2 separate regions of the Mus musculus genome follow, and region 1 is linked to region 2. The links are chromatin contacts, called in public ChIA-PET maps. All regions are on one chromosome and are shown on one strand. Each heading gives the region's core, a stretch centred on a gene start, on an enhancer-like site or on the middle of the called end of the contact. The rest is flanking DNA. Distances are from core to core; before and after follow the strand shown.

Region 1 (4,750 bases), core at 1,273-3,772, 57 kb before region 2:
CCATCAAACCTGCCAAACATTACAGACGATTGCCAAGGCTCTCCACATCTTATTTCTAAGGCACTATTTCTGAAAAGAATACTTATGTCATAAAGTACATAAAAGTCAAACTGGTACCTAATTAGAAGCTTCACTCCTACTAATTAGCATTCATGGTTCTGGAAGATATTCTGCATAATGCAAGAGAAAGTAACCCAGCTACAAACCCTGCAACCTGCTTGTAAGACATTCTGATACAATAGTGGCACAAATGCTATGGGAACAATTAACCATTTTTTAAATTTGGATTCAAGAACTTCTTCATGAGGTGATCCCTGTACCTGAAACTGATAAAGTGGCCAAGAACCAGAGACTAGCTAGGTCTTGGACCTAGAGGAAAACCTACTTCCTCTGCTAAAGGAACATAGGAATGAGTGACTCCTAATGACATACTGCTGTGCCCATAGGCCAGTGCCTCACTCAGTCCTCATCAGAGTAGCATCTTGCAGATAGGAATGAACACAGATCCATTACTGGACATTGTACAGACTGAACACTTGGTCCTAAGTGGGTTGTCTTCAAACTTAAAGACTTACACAGGTTCAAGTTAGATGGGGCCACAGCACTGAGAGGAGCGAGTGGACATGAGGTCCAATCCTTAACCAAGAAGCTATTTGTAATTGATACCCACTAACAATGAAAAAATCAAGTTTTGCCCAATAAAGTGTCACTGGGTTTATCAGCCATGGTCCAGGGCAGTCTCCATCCCCAAGAATAGTTGGAAAAACAAACAAACAAACAAACCCCTCTATGTCATATGGGAGGGGAGCTTTTTATTTCATTTCGCCTTGTTTTGACAATTTTTGCCTTGTTGGTCTTTTGCCTGGTTGTTCTGACTTTAGTTTCTATGGTTTAGTTTTCTTTTGAAAAAGAAGCAACATAAAGTTGCTTGGATAGAGAGATGGAGAATTTCTGGGGGGGCATCAGGAATGAAAAGCATGGTCAAAATATACTGCATGAAAAAATGAATAAAATTTTCTATATTATAGTGTTATATACTAAATATTTTAGAGATAGTTACAGTATGTTATTATTATAGAGATACATTAATAGTGTCTAATTTTGGTTTTACTTCTTATTCCACCTTGGAGAATATCTGATTTTTTTTTTTCAGGGTAGGGGAACAGATCATCTAGTTTCTCACTGTTTAAATACAACTTTAGAACCCTGGATTAAGTTGAGGAAGCTCCCTTCCATTGCCTTTTTCTCCCCCTCTCTTTCTCTCATTTTAATCATAAAGGGTTTTTAATGCCTAACACTTTATTGCATTTATTATAATAATTATGAGCTTTTAAAAAATCTGTATAGTTGTTACAAGTCAAAGGATTTTTGCATATGTATGGTAAAACCCTCCTGGTTATGGTGTATAATTCTCTTTATAAGTGACTGGATTTTGTCTGCTGCACCCTTTTCCCCCTCCTTTCCCCCTCCCTCTCTCTGCCAGCCTCTCTTGTGTCTCTGTCTCTGGGGAATGCTGGCATCATAAGCATGTGCCATACACTGCTTAGTTTGCTGATGTTGAGGATTCTCTTCATATGTGTTCATGAGGTGCTTGTCTCTACTTTTCTTGTATATTGGCCTTCAAGTGAATTGGGAAGTGTTCCCTGTAGTTTTCTTCTTTGAACAAGTCTTTGAAAAGCTTGAAAAAGTTCACACACACACACACACACACACACACACACACACACACACACACACACACTGAGCAGGAGGTGATTATAATAGTACAAACCTTTATCCCAAGCACTAGGTAGCAGAGTCAGTTGGTTCTCTTTTAGGCCAATCTGGTTTACTTAATGAATTCCAGGACAGTCAGTGCTGTATAGTGAGACCTTGTCTCAAAACAAGCAAAAACTTATACATACAGGGGAAAGGGATTTCACGAGAAAAGCTATTTGACTCTCCGCTTTGTAGTTTTTTTTCTGACTAGTTCTTTTTGTTACAGATTTACTTTGACCATTTGTCTTTGCTTGTTTGTTTTTCAAATTTTCTGTTTAAGATGTGTCAGCCTAGGTGGTTGGTGACACTTAATGCTCCTCTAAGAGCCCTTTTATTTTCATGAGATTGATAATGATTTTTATTTGTGAGTGGGGTAATTGAGTCTTTTTGTCTTGGTTAGTTTAGCTGAAGCTTTATTGCTTTGTTGACTTCTGGGAGCATATGTTTTTTTCCGATCTCAAAGCTCACTCTCCCTGTCTACCTGTGCTTCTTTTCACAGATTCACCAACCTGTGGTTTTGCCTTATCTCGAGTAACGCTGTATCTTTCCCTCAGGTGCCTTTGCAACAGTGGTTTCCTTTTAAAAACAAGCCCTTCAGTTAAACTTCAGCTTTCTTACAGATGGTTACAGATGGTCAGTTTCTTTGAGATTGGAGTTCATTCTAGCTAGAATTGGGGCTTTTAAGTGGCAAGTGTGGTAGAGTGCTACCTGATGTAACAGCTGAGTGCTTGGAGGCAGGGACAATAGGCTCACATTTTCTTAACCTTGCCTCTTCCGGCTTGGCAGCTCTAATTTATGAACTGTGCATGAAGGTCAGGAAACACCTAGGCCATATCATTTTCATCAGTCACAATTACTGCAGAGTTCAGTAAGTTGGGCACTGGGTGCCTTTTAGCCACACTCAACAGGAGCTCAGCCTCAGCAACAGGCAGTAGAATGAGAAGCACTGTGCCCTGCCCCTCTCTGGAAGAGGCTGGAGGGAGGAAGCCCTCATGGCTGTACTGTTCTGTAACTCTCCTTTGTCATGGAGGTGGAAAGGAAGAAAAGGAGTTAGTCTTAGATCTATAGACTCCATTGTTACATACTTTAGATTTCAGAGAGAATATTAGTTTTTGCTGTTATTAGTTTTTAGGACTATGACCAGAGATTTTTGAATAGTGTATTGGGAGGTAGATTTATAATTTATTAGTTTTGCTGGGAGGGGTTCATGGAATTCCTTGTCACACTGACCTGCTCTACAAGTGAATCTTAGAACCGTATTCCCCCCGCCCCCCAAGACAGGGTTTCCCTGGCTGTTCTGGAACTCACTCTGTAGACCAGGCTGGCCTCAAACTCAGAAATTTGCCTGTCTCTGCCTCCCAAGTGCTAGGATTAAAGGTGTGCACGGTATATTTTAACTATCTTTTTGATATTTAGAGGATAATTCTCAAGAGGTTTGTTTTCTTTCCTACCTGTGGGTAGCATGCCTACAACTCCAACAATAGGGAGTCTGTGACAGGGAAATCGTGAATATGAGGATAACTGCAACATTATAGCTAGTACAGGCAGTCTGAGCTATGTAGTAGACATAAATTCTGAAGCTTACCACATTTTCATATAAGTGTTTATATAGTACATGACCATATTTGATTTTTTTTTCCTTAATGAAAAAATTTCTCATGTGTTTTTGTTCAGACATACTCAGAAAAGCATTTTCTAATCATGTAGATGGCCTACCTGTGTTTTTGGCACAGATAGAAGCTGAGTTTAGGGTATAATGGTATTGGTTTTGTTCTGTTAGGGGCAGCAGTGAACCAGGAAAGAAGAAGCAGCATGTTTGCCACATTGAAGGGTGTGGGAAAGTATATGGCAAGACCTCTCACCTCCGAGCACATCTCCGATGGCACACTGGAGAAAGACCGTTCATATGCAACTGGATGTTTTGTGGCAAAAGATTCACAAGGAGCGATGAGCTTCAGAGACACAGAAGGACCCACACAGGTTAGTTGGTTTCTCTTGGAGAGAGAGATACTACTTCGTTTTCGAGTGCTTAGTGAAAGTTGCACTGTTGAAGGTCAAGATGCCTTGCTTTCTTTCTGACATACATTTATTTTACTTACTAAATTTTATCACCAGATTTATATGGCCTGGAATTTTTTCCTTTTGCTCATTAGGATGCTAAATCCATACCATGTTTTTCTAAAGTGTGTGTATGTATATGTATATATTTTTCTAAAGAGTATATATTTATTATATATATATGAGAAGAGAATTAAATTTTGATTGTATAGGTTTTTCCAGTGCAAGGGCATCTTGTCAGTTGGGAGCCAAAGAATACCACAAAGTCATACCACAAAACAAATATCACATAAGAGATTTACTGGGAAGAACAGAATGGCAGCTACCTCTTAAACAGCAGAGGGCTGGGTGAAGGGGAGGGGTTTTATAGTGTTTGGAGCATGTGCAGTGAGCTGGTGGAAAAGTACAGCATGGCTGGTTGACTTTTTTTTGGGGGGGTGCTATATCACTAAGTCATGAGTAGAGATTTTCAAGCCTTAGGAGCTTCAGGTCAAGTCAGGGCAGGGAGTATTTCCCTTTAATCCCTATAATGGTATTAGTGACTCTGTTTTGCCTTTTCAAGCCCAGGGAGTGTCAAAAATAATACAACAAACATCCACTTAACACTCAAGTTATATTTTTTTGTTACTTTTAGTAAATCAACTCACTAAAGAAGTTAGGACCAAAGTCAAAAGCCACCATCAGTCTATGATTTGGCTTCTAGTATATTTCTAAACCAGTGCATATTATCTGTGGGTATACATGGAAGTAGTGTTTTATACAGGCCATAAATATTATATGATACCATCCACATACTTTTACTCAAGTCCACTATGCATGTGTGTTTATATTTTTAGAGATGTGCAGTATTCTGTCATGTGATTATCACACTGATCATTTTGCATACTGTTAGTTATTGGAGGGTTATTTGCTGTCACCAACTTTGCTTCTCTGA
Region 2 (4,512 bases), core at 1,492-3,991:
TTCTTGGCCTGGCGCTCCCCTGTACTGAAGCAGATAAAGTTTGCACGACCAATGGGCCTCTCTCTCCACTGATGGCCTACTAGGCCATCTTCTGATACATATGCAGCTAGAGACACGAGCTCTGGGGGGTACTGGGTAGTTCATATTGTTGTTCCACCTATAGGGTTGCAGATCCCTTTAGCTCCTTGGTTACTTTCTCTAGCTCCTCCATTGGGGGCCCTGTGATCCATCCAATAGCTGACTGTGAGCATCCACTTCTGTGTTTGCTAGGCCCCAGTATAGTCTCACAAGAGACAGCTATATCTGGGTCCTTTCAGCAAAATCTTGCTAGTGTATGCAATGGTGTCAGCGTTTGGAGGCTGATTATGGGATGGATCCCCGGATATGGCAGTCTCTAGATGGTCCATCCTTTCGTCTCAGTTCCAAACTGTGTCTCTGTAACTCCTTCCATGGGTGTTTTGTTCCCAATTCTAAGAAGGGGCAAAGTGTCCACACTTTGGTCTTCGTTCTTTTTGAGTTTCATGTGTTTAGCAAATTGTATTCCTCCATTGTTGGTGGGATTGCTCAAGATGCTGAACTCCAGAAATTCAAATAACCTCATTAAAAATGGGGTACAGAGCTAAACAAAGAATTCTCAACTGAGGAATACCGAAGGGCTGAGAAGCACTTGAAAAAAAATGTTCAACATCTTTAATCATCAGGGAAATGCAAATCAAAACAACCCTGAGATTCCACCTCACACCAGTCAGAATGGCTAGGATCAAAAATTCAGGTGACAGCAGATGCTGGCAAGGATGTGAAGAAAGAGGAACACTCCTCCATTGTTGGTGGGATTGCAAGCTGGTACAACCACTCTGGAAATCAGTCTGGCGGTTCCTCAGAAAATTGGACATAGTACTACCGGAGGATCCCGCAATGCCTCTCCTGGGCATATATCCAGAAGATGTTCCAACTGTTAAGAAGGACACATGCTCCACTATGTTCATAGCAGCCTTATTTATAATAGCCAGAAGCTGGAAAGAACCCAGATGCCCCTCAACAGAGGAATGGATATAGAAAATGTGGTACATCTACACAATGGAGTAGTACTCAGCTATTAAAAACAATGAATTTATGAAATTCCTAGGCAAATGGATGGACCTGGAGGGCATCATCCTGAGTGAGGTAACCCAATCACAAAAGAACTCACACAATATGTACTCACTGATAAGTGTATATTAGCCCAGAAACTTAGAATACCCAAGATATAAGATACAATTTGCTAAACAAAGCAACAGTTTTTAAATGGCCTTGTCTTATCATAGTGCACACCTGTGGCTTCATCCTTGGACCTGAGTGTTTTTCTTTGAACACAAATTTGTCCCAGGTCTATAATTCTTTTTAGTGTAATTATGAAAGCTCATTGTATTCTTTATTATGTAGCCTTTACTTTATGAGGAGGGGGTAAATTCTATTCCTGATTCTAATTTTATTACATCTTTTAGGCAAAACAACTAAAACCATGTAAAAAACTTTCTTCCTAAAATTATTTGAATCAAATCAGGAATTCTATGAAATCATTAACTCATCTAAGCAGCATTAATTCATGAAAGTTTATCTTTATGTCGATCTGCAGGAAATCTGCTCAATACAGTAGGCTAATGTCCAGAAGTTATTATACTATGTAATAGTGACTGGGAAAGGCATATCAGCTGCAAGAAGCAATCTTGAGAGGAAATTTCTGAAGGCCTTGCTATTCAGTTTACCCATCACCACCATGCAAAAATGGTGGGTCATCTCTAGAAAAGTCACCTGCATGCCTTTAGCCTATCCTAGATGGCTCTGACAGCATCTGATAGAAATAGAAGGCAAACCCAGGTGGAATAGCCTCAGTCCAGTCAGTGTGGAGCTAACTTAGACAAGTGATGTGAGGACAGAAGCTTAGTGTGCCTACAATACTGTGTGTTCAGCATCAGCAGTGATTGGCACTCAGTAGGTGTTTAATAAAGATTTTTTTTGTGTGTGTGAGAAGCCAAGTGAACTCATTATGGTACCTGCTTGGTGCTTTTAAATCATACTTGAAAAAATATTGAGAAAAAGCATGCCTTTCTTAAGTGATGGATTTATTACTCTGAGATACAAATTTTCTAGGGAAACGCACTTCTTAATATCTACTGCAATGAAAGACTGGGTTTATAGAGTAAATTATTTCTGAAAAAAGAAACTATTCTGCTGGAGAAAACCCAATGACAAGTTAAAATTGCACTGGCCTTGGTGAATGTGGCAGGCTCTGTCCAGTGCAACGTCACTGTTCTGATGGCAGCTAGGAAGCTACATTCTTTGCTACATATTCTTTTACTATTTTGTTACATTTAAGTCCTTGAAAAAATCTTACTTTAATATTAGTATTTTTGCTCAAAATGTTCCTTCCCCAAATTGAAAGTAGTTTATTGACTTACAATGTAACGTAACTTATTCTTTCTCTAAACTTATTGAATAAGCAATTCTCTGTGTACGATGTGTGTGGCAGCATTTCTTGCTACCTAACTACTTTGGACCATACTTCATCCACAGTTAAACATTGAGCATTTAGCCCCAGCTTTCTAGGGATTAGATAAATTTACCATGGCGGCAAATTTAGCAGGACTATCTGCTCAAGACAGTACTGCTGAATCCAGAGCCGCTAACTAGTCCTGGAACATTTCTGGGATCCCCAAGATGCCCAGGGGAGGAAAGCAGAGAAATCCAGTTGATTTCCCGGTCTCTGCCTGAGAGCTACCGGGCGACCCAAGACTCTCGCTCCTCCCTCACTCCCGGGACGGGGCGGGGCAGCCATCTCCCTGGCAACGGGACGCGCTGCAGTCCGAGCCACCTCGCTTCCAGTGCACCTAGCTCTGCAGGCAGAGCGGCTGGCGCTGGCTCGGTGATAGCCTCCTTGGCGCACGACTCCAAGAATCCTCTCTAGGTACGAGATGGCAGCACAGGAGGAAGGGACTGTGCTGAGGCTCAGCCCCTCAGAGCAGGAGGACGAGGAGGACGAGGAGGCGGCGGCTGCAAGGAGAGTGCAACGCTTTGCCCTAGACCCGCGGGTGCGCTTCCTGGGAGGCCGTCTGCGCCAGGCGTTGAGGTTCCCGGAGGAGACGTGGGGCCAGTATCTGGAGAGCGATGACCACCGGCAGGTCCTAGGAGACTTTTTGGAGAGCACTGGTCCTGCCAGCCTGGTGTTTAGTGTTGCGACCGCCGGGCGGCTCTCGGCTTCCCCCGAGGTAAGGCGCGACCCGAGAGGGATGCCCGCTGCCGGACTTAAACAGAACTTGAAGTCAGCCTCTTGGACTGATCCGGGTCCCCGTGTGCACCAGCTCTGCAGAAAACGCTGTACTTTAGTTTTCTACAAGGGATGCCTGCCAGAAGGGATGGTTGTCTAAAATGATGTTAGAAAACTAGCGCAGTCTGTGATGCCTGGGCTTATGGCGCCTGGGGAGCTTTTTGGGCCAAATAACTTATGTTTCAGTCCCCGGTGGAACTCTAGAGTCATATCCTTTTAAAAAACGATAGCAAAGTATTAGGCAAAACCCTTATAGCTTGAGTTGTTTCAGTATCTACCAACTACATTTTGTCCAGGAAAGAAATAATCGAGTTCTAACAAAAAGCGGGGCGGGGGACTGGCTGGATTATTGTGGCACTTACTATATTACCCCTGGCACTTGGGAGGCAGAGGAGGCAGGAGGATCTCTGTGAGTTCCTGGCCAGCCTGGTCTACACAGCAAGTTCCAGGACTACACCATGAGACCCTGTCAAAACCACAAACAAACAAAATATAAACAACAAAACCAACAATAACAACCATTAGACTGGCTGGTGTCATTTAAAACACAGAATAAACATATTTGTTGCATAGATTAGATAGTGATTTCAAGGAGCATTATCTTAGCAATTAAATTGTAAATTCTTTTTAGAACATATATTCATTTTTTATGTGTATGTATGTTTGCCCGCATGTATGTCTGTGCACCTTGTGGGTATCTGGTGCCCATGGAGGTCAGAAGAGATGTGTTGGGATTCCTTGGAACTGGGGTTACAAATTATTGTGAATTACCACCATGTGGGTGCTTGAAAAGGAAACGTCTGCCCCCACCCCCCACCCCCAACGTAAATTCCAAGTAAAGTAACCTGTCTACTTGTTTATAGCAGAGGTGTGCCCTGGAAAGTTACATATCAATAGCACTCTGAAAACTTATGTCCAATTGTCTTATTCTCTGATGTGTTTTTCTTTAAAACTGATGGTAGTTCCATGGTGTGTGTGTGTGTGTGTAGCTTGTAATTTGCACAGGCTTCAAGCTTAATAGGCATTGCCTTTTTTTGCTTTCTTTTCCTTCCTTCTTTTCTGATTTTGGAGCCCTTGCCCAGTAGGTTATCTGTTGGGCCTGGGGTTCATGTTGTAAATGACCAGATGTCGTCATTTAGGATAGGTGTGAGGCAAGCCCTCAGAATGGTTGCATTACAGCTGTGTGAGTTTTGAATATCTTTGTTTTG

Evidence for each region. ChIA-PET counts read pairs in DNA pulled down with a chosen protein or histone mark.
Region 1: a contact with region 2 is called in an RNA polymerase II ChIA-PET map of memory CD8 T cells, with 33 read pairs. The contact joins the enhancer-like site here to the promoter of Dnah11 in region 2. A contact is called at or near these places in 1 of 39 promoter capture datasets (liver), 2 of 484 Hi-C or Micro-C datasets (liver and nephron progenitors), 1 of 115 datasets of contacts at active chromatin or transcription factors (memory CD8 T cells) and 2 of 9 other capture datasets (adipose tissue and embryonic stem cells).

The regions. Positions count from the first base shown.
Region 1 is chr12:118,253,398-118,258,147 of GRCm38.p6, reverse strand. It overlaps Sp4 (trans-acting transcription factor 4), which reads left to right. Exons shown (of 6, transcript NM_009239.4): 5 at 3,539-3,738. Among named protein-coding and RNA genes, the nearest start is that of Sp4, 46 kb to the left of the region's middle. Within about 2 kb of position 2,522, at least 31 of the 459 cell types and tissues checked have an H3K27ac peak or open chromatin away from gene starts, as enhancers often do. A contact at or near this core is called in memory CD8 T cells, where this site is marked.
Region 2 is chr12:118,197,272-118,201,783 of GRCm38.p6, reverse strand. It overlaps Dnah11 (dynein, axonemal, heavy chain 11), which reads left to right and starts at 2,741. Exons shown (of 82, transcript NM_010060.3): 1 at 2,741-3,245. The coding sequence starts at 2,952.